Linked DNA regions of Mus musculus: region 2 is linked to region 1. A link is a contact called in public promoter capture Hi-C data. All regions are on one chromosome and are shown on one strand. The core of a region is the stretch at or near the end of the contact, and the rest is flanking DNA. Distances in the headings are between cores, read along the strand shown. Region 1 holds the start of Bdp1 (B double prime 1, subunit of RNA polymerase III transcription initiation factor IIIB). Region 2 holds the start of 6430562O15Rik (RIKEN cDNA 6430562O15 gene).

Region 1 (4,479 bases), core at 947-3,446:
GAATGTAACACATCAATCACTGGCATCTTATATGTTAAATGTATACTCCGTTGGTTTCTACAACTAGCAAAACGAATGAATGCTCTCATCAAATAAGGAACAAGGACCAGGGATGTAGTTAAGCTGGCACAGAGCCTGAATGGCACGCAGAGCCCTGGCTTTCATACTCAGCACTACATACACCAGGCATGATGGCACATATCTGTAATCTCAGCATTCAGAAGGTAAAGCAGGTGGATGAGAAACTTAAAGGTGTCTTTTCATGCATGGAGAGTTCTAGGTCAACCTGAGCTAGATGAAACTCTACCTTAAAAACAACAACAAAAAACTTGGTGGGCCTGGTGGCTCATGCTTTTAATGCCAGCACTCAGGAGGTAAGAGACTTCCAGCAAGTCAAAGCTACATAGTTAAATCTTGTCCCCCCCAAACAGACAAACTATATGTGTGTATGTATATACACATTCACACATATAGTTTATATGCATAGTATATGATGTACTCTAATTGTCAACTAAAATATTCTCAAGCATGTCTCAGGACTATGGCCTATGGGAATTTATAAAATATCAATCATTATGCCTTCCTATATAGTTAACAAAATTTTCCAAATTTGGAGCAGTGACCAATACTGGTATTTCTATTCTAAGCAGAAAATTTTCAAACAGATCCAAGTTTAAAAAAAAAAATGTTGAAATCATGGTGCATAATTGGAATGCCAAAATAACACACAGCACAAACTCTGATTAACAGAAGAAATGCTGTTACTATGCAAACATAAATTGTACCATCTCCCTGTCACTTAATGTGATTACTTACTGGCTTTTTCCTCTGTATATTATAAAACACTACAGTCACCATATTAACCCGTCACATATTTAATTTGTACCATCACCTTTCTCCACTGTTTTGTTTTTTGAGACGGGTTCTCACTATGGGGCTGACTGTCCTAAAGCAGGGTGGCCTCTGCCTCCCTATTGCTAGGACTAAAGTTGTGACACCATACTCGGTCTCATCACCTTTTTTTGAAAGTAATCAAATTTTTTTTTTTAGTAAATTTGGGGGAACTATTCTACCATGTGGCATGTAAGGCAGTTTATGTAATCCTATCTGATCTCACAATATTGTCCTAAAGGAGGTACTAACTTGACACCAGGAACAAATTTTCTCTGAGAACAACCTACTTAAACTTGCTAAGCTAAGTAGGAGCGTCCTAAATTCAAATGTGGTATTTGTCACTAAAGCCAGGCGTCTTGATTCAGGAAACGTAGTTACAATAAAGAAGTATGCACTCGAACCAAAATAAGTAACCTAAGCCTCTTCCCTTTGACTCAGGGGCAGGGCGTTTACCTAACACTCCATGAGGCCTTGGGTTCAACCGCATCACCGCGTGGAGGGAGGAAAAAAAATCAGCACTGGTGCTCTCCTTTCAAAAATAAATATCCACAAAATGAAAATCCCAAAGTGCTTTCAGTGTAAAGTACTCCAGGACAATTAATTAAATTTCCAAGTGATGGTGCGTCTACATTCTTGACTTCAAAATCCTTAAGCCTGGATTCCCATCTCTGTAAGATAAGGCAAGACACTGTCTCCTCGGGAATCTTAAGATCGTGACAGAGTCATAGTAGTCGCACCCTCAGATCACGGAATAAAACTACAACTAGAAGTGGTTTCATCCAGCTCAAATCAAAAGCTTGTTGCAGGAGAGGTGCTCCGTGGTAAAAATCCAACAGCTCAGCTTGATAGAAGACCTTACCTGCTCCCGGGAGCCTGTTCCTGGGGTTCTGCTCCCCCGGAATCCACTGCAGGCACATCTGTGGGCTCCGCTGGCTTCGGAGCTGACTCGGTGGCAGGCTCCGGAGGCCTGGGAGCCTCTGGTCCACGCTGGGGATTGGGAGCGGCGGAGCCCCTGGTCCCTACACCAGGCCTGACATTTGGCTTCACGCTAAGGCGTGCCCTGCGGAACATGGCGGAGCCAGGGGGCCGAGAGCGGCGGCTCCGCGGCCGCGCTCAGCCCAGAGCCCCGGCCGCTGCCCGCAGGCTGACACTCTCACCCTCCCACACGTCCACAACCACCAGTCCAGCGCTGGCTACCGCAGTTTTGCGCCCCCTCCGCCTCCTCCGCTCTCCCGCCACCGCCTCCTCTTCATGACCCTGCCACACTAAAAGCTAAGTTTCTCCTCCCCGCGTCCCGGCTCGCGAAAGGCGCCGGAAGCAATGCGTAATCATTCGGCGCCGACGATGACGTCAGACTCCGGGCGCCGGGAGCCATAGCAACTGCAACGCTCTGTAGCTTCGGTTACCTGTAAACCAGAGATTTTTTTTTTTTTTTTTTTTTTTGATTCGAAGACAGATATTCTTTCCTTTGTAAGACCTTGGGAGTTGTTGAAAAGAGAGAGCGGAAGCAGCTGAATCCTCCAGGTCAAACTTTTTTTTTTTTTTTTTTGGGGGGGGGGCCGTTTCGAGACAGGGTTTCTCTGTGTAGCCCTGGCTGTCCTGGAACTCACTCTGTCGACCAGGCTGGCCTCGAACTCAGAAATCTGCCTACCTCTGCCTCCCAAGTGCTGGGATTAAAAGCGTGCGCCACCCCTGCCTGCCCGGCTCAAACTTTTAATTTCTCGCCAGTGGTGCTAGGGTTTGAACCCAGGATCCCTCACAAACCCTGCATTCTCGGCATGCACACTGCCATGGAACGTCCATCCCCAACCTACTTAACTGAATCTTTTATGAACTATTAAGGAGTTTTCGAGAAGAGTCAAAGTGTGCAAGAATGCAGAGCATGGTGGTGCGTGCCTGCAATCCCAGCACTGGAGAAACCGAAATAAAGAGGTCACAAGTTCCGAGCCCTGGACTATCTGACAAGACTTACCTCAAAATTACAATAAGATAAAATAGTATGAGAGTAGTGCCTTAGCACCAGTGCATCCCCAGAGCATAGAACCTGTTTGTTTTAGGGTTTTTGAGACAGGGCCTCTTATAGCTAAGGCTGCCCTTCAACTCTTGATCCTCCTGCCTGCACGGGCTCAATGTTGAGATTACAGGTATGTATAGGCTACCATACCCTGCTAGGAAAAAAAAAAGTTTTAACTATGAGTATGGAGAGAGCGAGTTTGCGGGAGACTGAAAAGTTACAGGTAGTTATCAGACTCCTGATGCTGGTGCTGGGAACCAAAACTAGGACCTACTGGAAGAGCAGGAAATGGATCTACTGAGCCATCTGTCCAACCCCCAACCTCCGCCAAGAAATTTTTAATTGAGTAAAAAAAAAGGTTGAAATTCTGTGTGAGGAAATCGCAAAGAGAAGCCATGAAACACTTCACAGGACATCCACTATATGGGCTTTTGTACACTTTAAAATAAAAACTGTCAAAAATGATTATACTCCACATTTTGCACACGAATGTTGCAAAATTTATTGCTTCCAGAGATATCAACGGAGCAATAAATAAGACATTGTATGTTACAGAGGAGAAAATACAAAATAAATGAACAAGATCAACAAGAATATATTAAATATGATGAGATTTCAAGGGTGATGGAAGAGTCCTGCGGTACTGGCAGTAGGGCAACTTGACAAGGAAAATAGGTATCAGATTGCAAACCAGCCTCTGCTACATGAAACCTTTTCAGAAGAGAGAGAGAGAGAGAGAGAGAGAGAGAGAGAGAGAGAGAGAGAGAGAACAAACACAGGAAACCTGAAGAAGGTGGGAGTGCAGTTTAGTACTGAGCATCAAATAGATGTAGATGCTCACGACATCTCAAAATGCCAGGAGTAATAATAGCACATGCTTGTAATTTCATCACTCCAGAGGCCAAGGCTGAGACAGGGGAACTACATGAGTTTGAAAACAGCCTGTTCTAAATAGCTAGTTCCAAGCCAGCTAAAGTTACAGATCAAGACTTCATTAATAAATAAGTATTTGAGAAATAATACCATGCTAAAGATACCTCAAAGAATCTTGTAGTCACTGCTGGGACATACAGCTTTCTACAGCAAGCTCTTATGCAAGGCCTTTTCATAATCCTGTGTTCTACCTAAAAATCCAAGATGTCACAACTTTGTAGATAAGGAAATCAAAATGATTAAGATTTAATTCCCTACTCGTAAAGGCATAAAGCAAAAAATTTATTTTATGAACATTTTATTGTGTTTTATAGATGTATTTATTTTTATATGTATGAGTAAGTTTACATGCATGCATGTGCACCATGCACGTGCCTGGCAGTGGGGGCCTTAGGACGATGAGAAGACAGCATCAGATTCCCCTGTACTGATGTTATAGATGGTTGTGAGCCACTCTGTAGGTGCTGAATAACAATTGCTCCTTACTGCTGAGTCATCTCTCCAGCTCTTGCAACAAAGTAACTTTTACTTTTACTTAAATACATCACAAGACAGGTGTTACACAAGTTTGTGAAGTAAGTTGTTAGTGTCACCAGTAATTTTAAAATTCTACAATTTGGAGGCTGGTGACATGGTTC
Region 2 (3,980 bases), core at 1,153-3,652, 690 kb before region 1:
TTATGAGAAGAGGCCCTGGTCCCTTGCGATAGGCAGCCATGCCATCAGACACCCCACCTCTGCCCCTGCTCCACAGCCTTACTCGACTCAAGCCAGCAGCCCAGCATGACCCGTGTCCAGCCCAAGCACCTTAAAGATCTAAAATTAGCCATCTCCTGATAAGCTTTGTCTGCTGGCATCCTCTTCCAGCTTCCCAAATCCTCCCTTCCAAGAAAGATGAGCAGAGGCAAACTTAGACCGAGCCACTCAAGGTGACTTTGCTCATCAGTGCTAAGATCAGTGCAGGTGGCCCTGTGCTTCCCGGGGCCCTGCTGCCTGGCCACAGCTGCGTGGCAGTTTGAGCAACCTGGCCCTGTGACCTCAAAGGTAGCCGGGACGCTGATGTAAGAACTGATAACACTCAAGAAAGTGAGGGGGGAAGCAGTTCCTTTTCTTATTCATAAAGAAAATAGATTGTATGTTTGACACTTTTCAAAACAAGTCACACATTTCCCGGCAGGGAAAGTCACCGCTGAGTCACAGGGTCCTCAGAGTAGGAAGCTGTGACATTGCTTTTTCTGGGTATGGTTTTGGCCTTGAAACATACGTAGTATAATTTTCTTTTGTCTTAAGGGTGGCCTTCTGTAGGAACAGCTCTGTCAGACTCTCAAAGTTCCTCAGCCCAATGATTCATGGGCCCTGGTAAATCTCCAGCCAGAGGAAACACATAACACAAGTTCACCAAGCTTCCTTTTAAGGTGTGCGTGGTGAGGGTCCTTGCCTAGGCTGCTGTTGGCTGGGGCCTTCCAAGCCTTTGGCTGCAGACCCAGTGAGGAGGCATGGCTGATCAGTCTTTGTTGCTCTTTTGGCCACAGGGAAGGTGGAACTGCAGCGTGGGGTGCGGGCTGTATACCACGGCATGCCTCTGATGTGGACACCAGGCTACCTCGACAGAGCCCTCCAAGTGATGGAGAGGGTGGCCTCCTCCCCTGAAGACCTCAAGCTGGGTAGAGAAGTGGTATGTTTTTCCACCCCACTCAGTCAAATGGAGGCTTCACAGGCATCTGTTCCCATGGTCTTTCTCCTTCCGCTGCTTTCTGTATGTGTGCAGAATTGGTATTTATTCCGTTTAAAAGGATGAAAAGAAACCACAAACATTTTCAGTGTGGCTGTCAAAAAGGCAATGGAAAATCAGATTATTGTTGATTCATACATCATTAAGTGAAAGGAAAGCTGTCTGCTCCCTTACATTCAAGCTCAGATCAATAAATACCACCCTCTTCACCACCTCCCCCATCCAAAAGGGATTTACGGCGGTGGAATAGAAACTTAAGTAGTTTTGGTGGATTTACCCCTCCTGTAGTATGGAGAGACTACATAGCACTTTTCTCCATTATCCTTGGCTATTGGTAAAGTATCTGTCTCACAAGCTTACGTACCTGAGTTCAGATCCCCAGAACCACTTAAAAAGCCAGGCCCAGGAGTGCAGTTATCGTCCGGTAATGGCAGGGAGGGAGCAGAGAGACATGAAGCCCTGGGAGCTGGCTAGCTGCCTAGCCTACACCCTTGGAGATGCTCTTCTGTGTGGCCTTGACTCTGAAATGCCAAGGCTCACCACTCAGCTTTCATTTCTGTCCTGAGGTCCTCAACCCAGTGTCTCCCATGGCACATTATGCTGATATCATTAATGCTCTTTCTCAGTCATTATAACCAAGGAACACACACTTTGAAGTTGGCCTGCACACAGTCAAGTCTATAACAGATGTCCTCCTGACTCTCCTGTGCCCTACAGCTCGATGTGCTGGATGGAGTCCTGAAGGTGGTGACGTCTCCAGATGTCCAGACTTCAGAGGCACAGCCTCAGGAAGGTGAAGATGGCTTGGGCTCAGCAAACCTGGTGGAGCAGCTAGACACTGAGGAACCAGAACAGTCCAAGCTTCCCCGATACCTCGAGCGCTTTCAGGTGATTCGTAGTAGAAACTGAGCCTTTTCCTGCATCAGTCACACACAAAGGCATGAAAAACTCGCATCAAGAATTGCAGTTGTGTTCCTTCCCACAGACCGTGGCCTTTTGGGAAAGCAGTGGCATTGTTACGACTTCATGCTTGAGCTGATGTCACGGTTCCGTTCCCTGGGGCAGCACGGCACCCCAGCGGCTTCTCAACAGCAGCCTGATTCCCACTCAGGGTGGCAAGTGACCAGCCATTTCTCTACACTACACCAAATGTGCTGGGTCAGTCACAGCTTCAGCAGAGATAAGACTCACGAATCCTTTGTGGCGCTTAGCTGGCAGCTTTGTGCTGTTCAGCAGGGCCATTAGAGACACTGCCTGTGGACAGGTTTCCAGAACAGTGCTGAGCACTCAAACTGTCAGTGAGCTCTCTGTCCCAAATGCTCTGCTGTTTGTGTCAGGGAAGAAAATCCCTGAGCCTGCTCTCTGCTTTGTTTCTTGTCTCTTTAATACAAAAAGAAGGAAGTACTTTCAGGTTATGATGTCATCATAGGAGCGGGAGAATTCTCCTCCCACGCCTGCTGCTGCACTGTGCCTTTTCACAGCAGGAAGGAGAGCTGGGCTCCTGCCCGTGAGTCTGTCTCTTCTGACCCAGCAATGGCAGGCCTTGCCGTAGCACAGGATCCCATGGTATTTTAGGGTTTTTTCTCCCCAATACTTCTGAAGGGAAGTCATTCTTAGCTTCTCTCCTGTAATTTGAAACTAAGAATAAAAAGATTGATGTTCCTTGTCATACCCCAAGGACAAAGCAGAGTAGAGAACTTAGACACAGTTCTTTCTCTTAACTTTGCTTGTCAGTGTATAAAACTTAAAGAAAACAAGAATCACCACACTTGCTGGGCGTGGTGGTGCACGACTTTAATCCCAGCACTCGGGAGGCAGAGGCAGGAGGATTTCTGAGTTTGAGGCCAGCCTGGTCTACAGAGTGAGTTCCAGGACAGCCAGGGCTACACAGAGAAACCCTGTCTTGAAAAAACAACATCAACAACAAAACATTAAAAAAAAGAATGACCACACTGCTGAATGCTGCCTGAGGTTGCTGAGCCACTGTCAGGCGTCAGGTTTGCCTGGGTTTTGTAAATGTTGTACTCAGTTTTGATTGCTTTTTGACTTTTGGCCGTTTTTTGTCCGTTGCGTCTCAGAGGATGGAGACCTTTGTCTTCACTAGCTTCTAGCCCTTTTACTGCCATGGGACACTGTCTGAGCATCCAAGAAAGAACAGAAACACATGTTTGTAGCCTGCCATCTGTGACCTTAGCTATGTTAGCAGCTGTAAGCCCCCTCCCCCATTTCCTTTATCCTCACAGGAGGCCTGGGCGGGAGAGTCTCGGCTTATGTGACCCAGCAGTGAGCTGGGATTTGGACAAAGCCAACCTCCTCACAGTTGAGATTTCCTGGCTTTCTCTTTGGCCTCAGACTACCTGGAAAATTATGTTAGGAAGAAATGGTTTTCAGTTTACATTTTCTTCCTGTTGCCTGCTTTTCATTAGTCTGAGGTCATCTGTTTGGGTCTGTTTTTATAATTAGTCTGCTCCTTAGATCCCATCGGTCTGGCCCCCTTTGCCGTTCTGCCAGATCCTATGCTGTACGCTAAGTCACCTCGGGGTGCGAGCACATGTGACTCTCAGCTGCAGCTGGGGTCCTAAATGTCACTCTCTGGTGATCTGTGTCTAGAAGCACTTAAATTGATTAATGCTTTTAGTAAGTCTCTGGGCTGCTACACTGACCCTACCAGGCTGCCCTCTCAGACGGAGCTGTAAGCAGGCAGGAGGGAAGGGCTGACCTGTGGGGGAGCACAGCAGGTGGAGGCCTACAGTGCTCAGGCACTCTGGAAAGCTGTTTAGCATTAGTGAGAAATCCCTGCAATGATTTCCATCTGTTGAAAGGAACCAGGGGAAGTCACTTAAATGAAAAGACGGGACTTCCGAACTTCCTATCCTCCACCATCTTGTCCAGTGGCATTCTCACTGCTCAGTTAGGAGCAGGCCTA

What was found. Promoter capture Hi-C pulls out the DNA fragments that hold promoters and counts their contacts.
Region 2: a promoter capture Hi-C map of liver shows a contact between it and region 1, with 7 times the contacts expected there. The contact joins the promoter of 6430562O15Rik here to the promoter of Bdp1 in region 1. A contact is called at or near these places in 4 of 39 promoter capture datasets (the SN4741 cell line, hippocampal neurons and liver).

Annotation. Positions count from the first base shown.
Region 1 is chr13:100,101,874-100,106,352 of GRCm38.p6, forward strand. Bdp1 (B double prime 1, subunit of RNA polymerase III transcription initiation factor IIIB) reads right to left here and starts at 2,197. Exons shown (of 39, transcript NM_001081061.1): 1 at 1,754-2,197. The coding sequence starts at 1,965.
Region 2 is chr13:99,410,424-99,414,403 of GRCm38.p6, forward strand. 6430562O15Rik (RIKEN cDNA 6430562O15 gene) reads right to left here and starts at 2,403. Exons shown (of 2, transcript NR_015515.3): 1 at 1,419-2,403; 2 at 413-1,148. Mrps27 (mitochondrial ribosomal protein S27) reads left to right here. Exons shown (of 11, transcript NM_173757.3): 9 at 855-997; 10 at 1,772-1,942.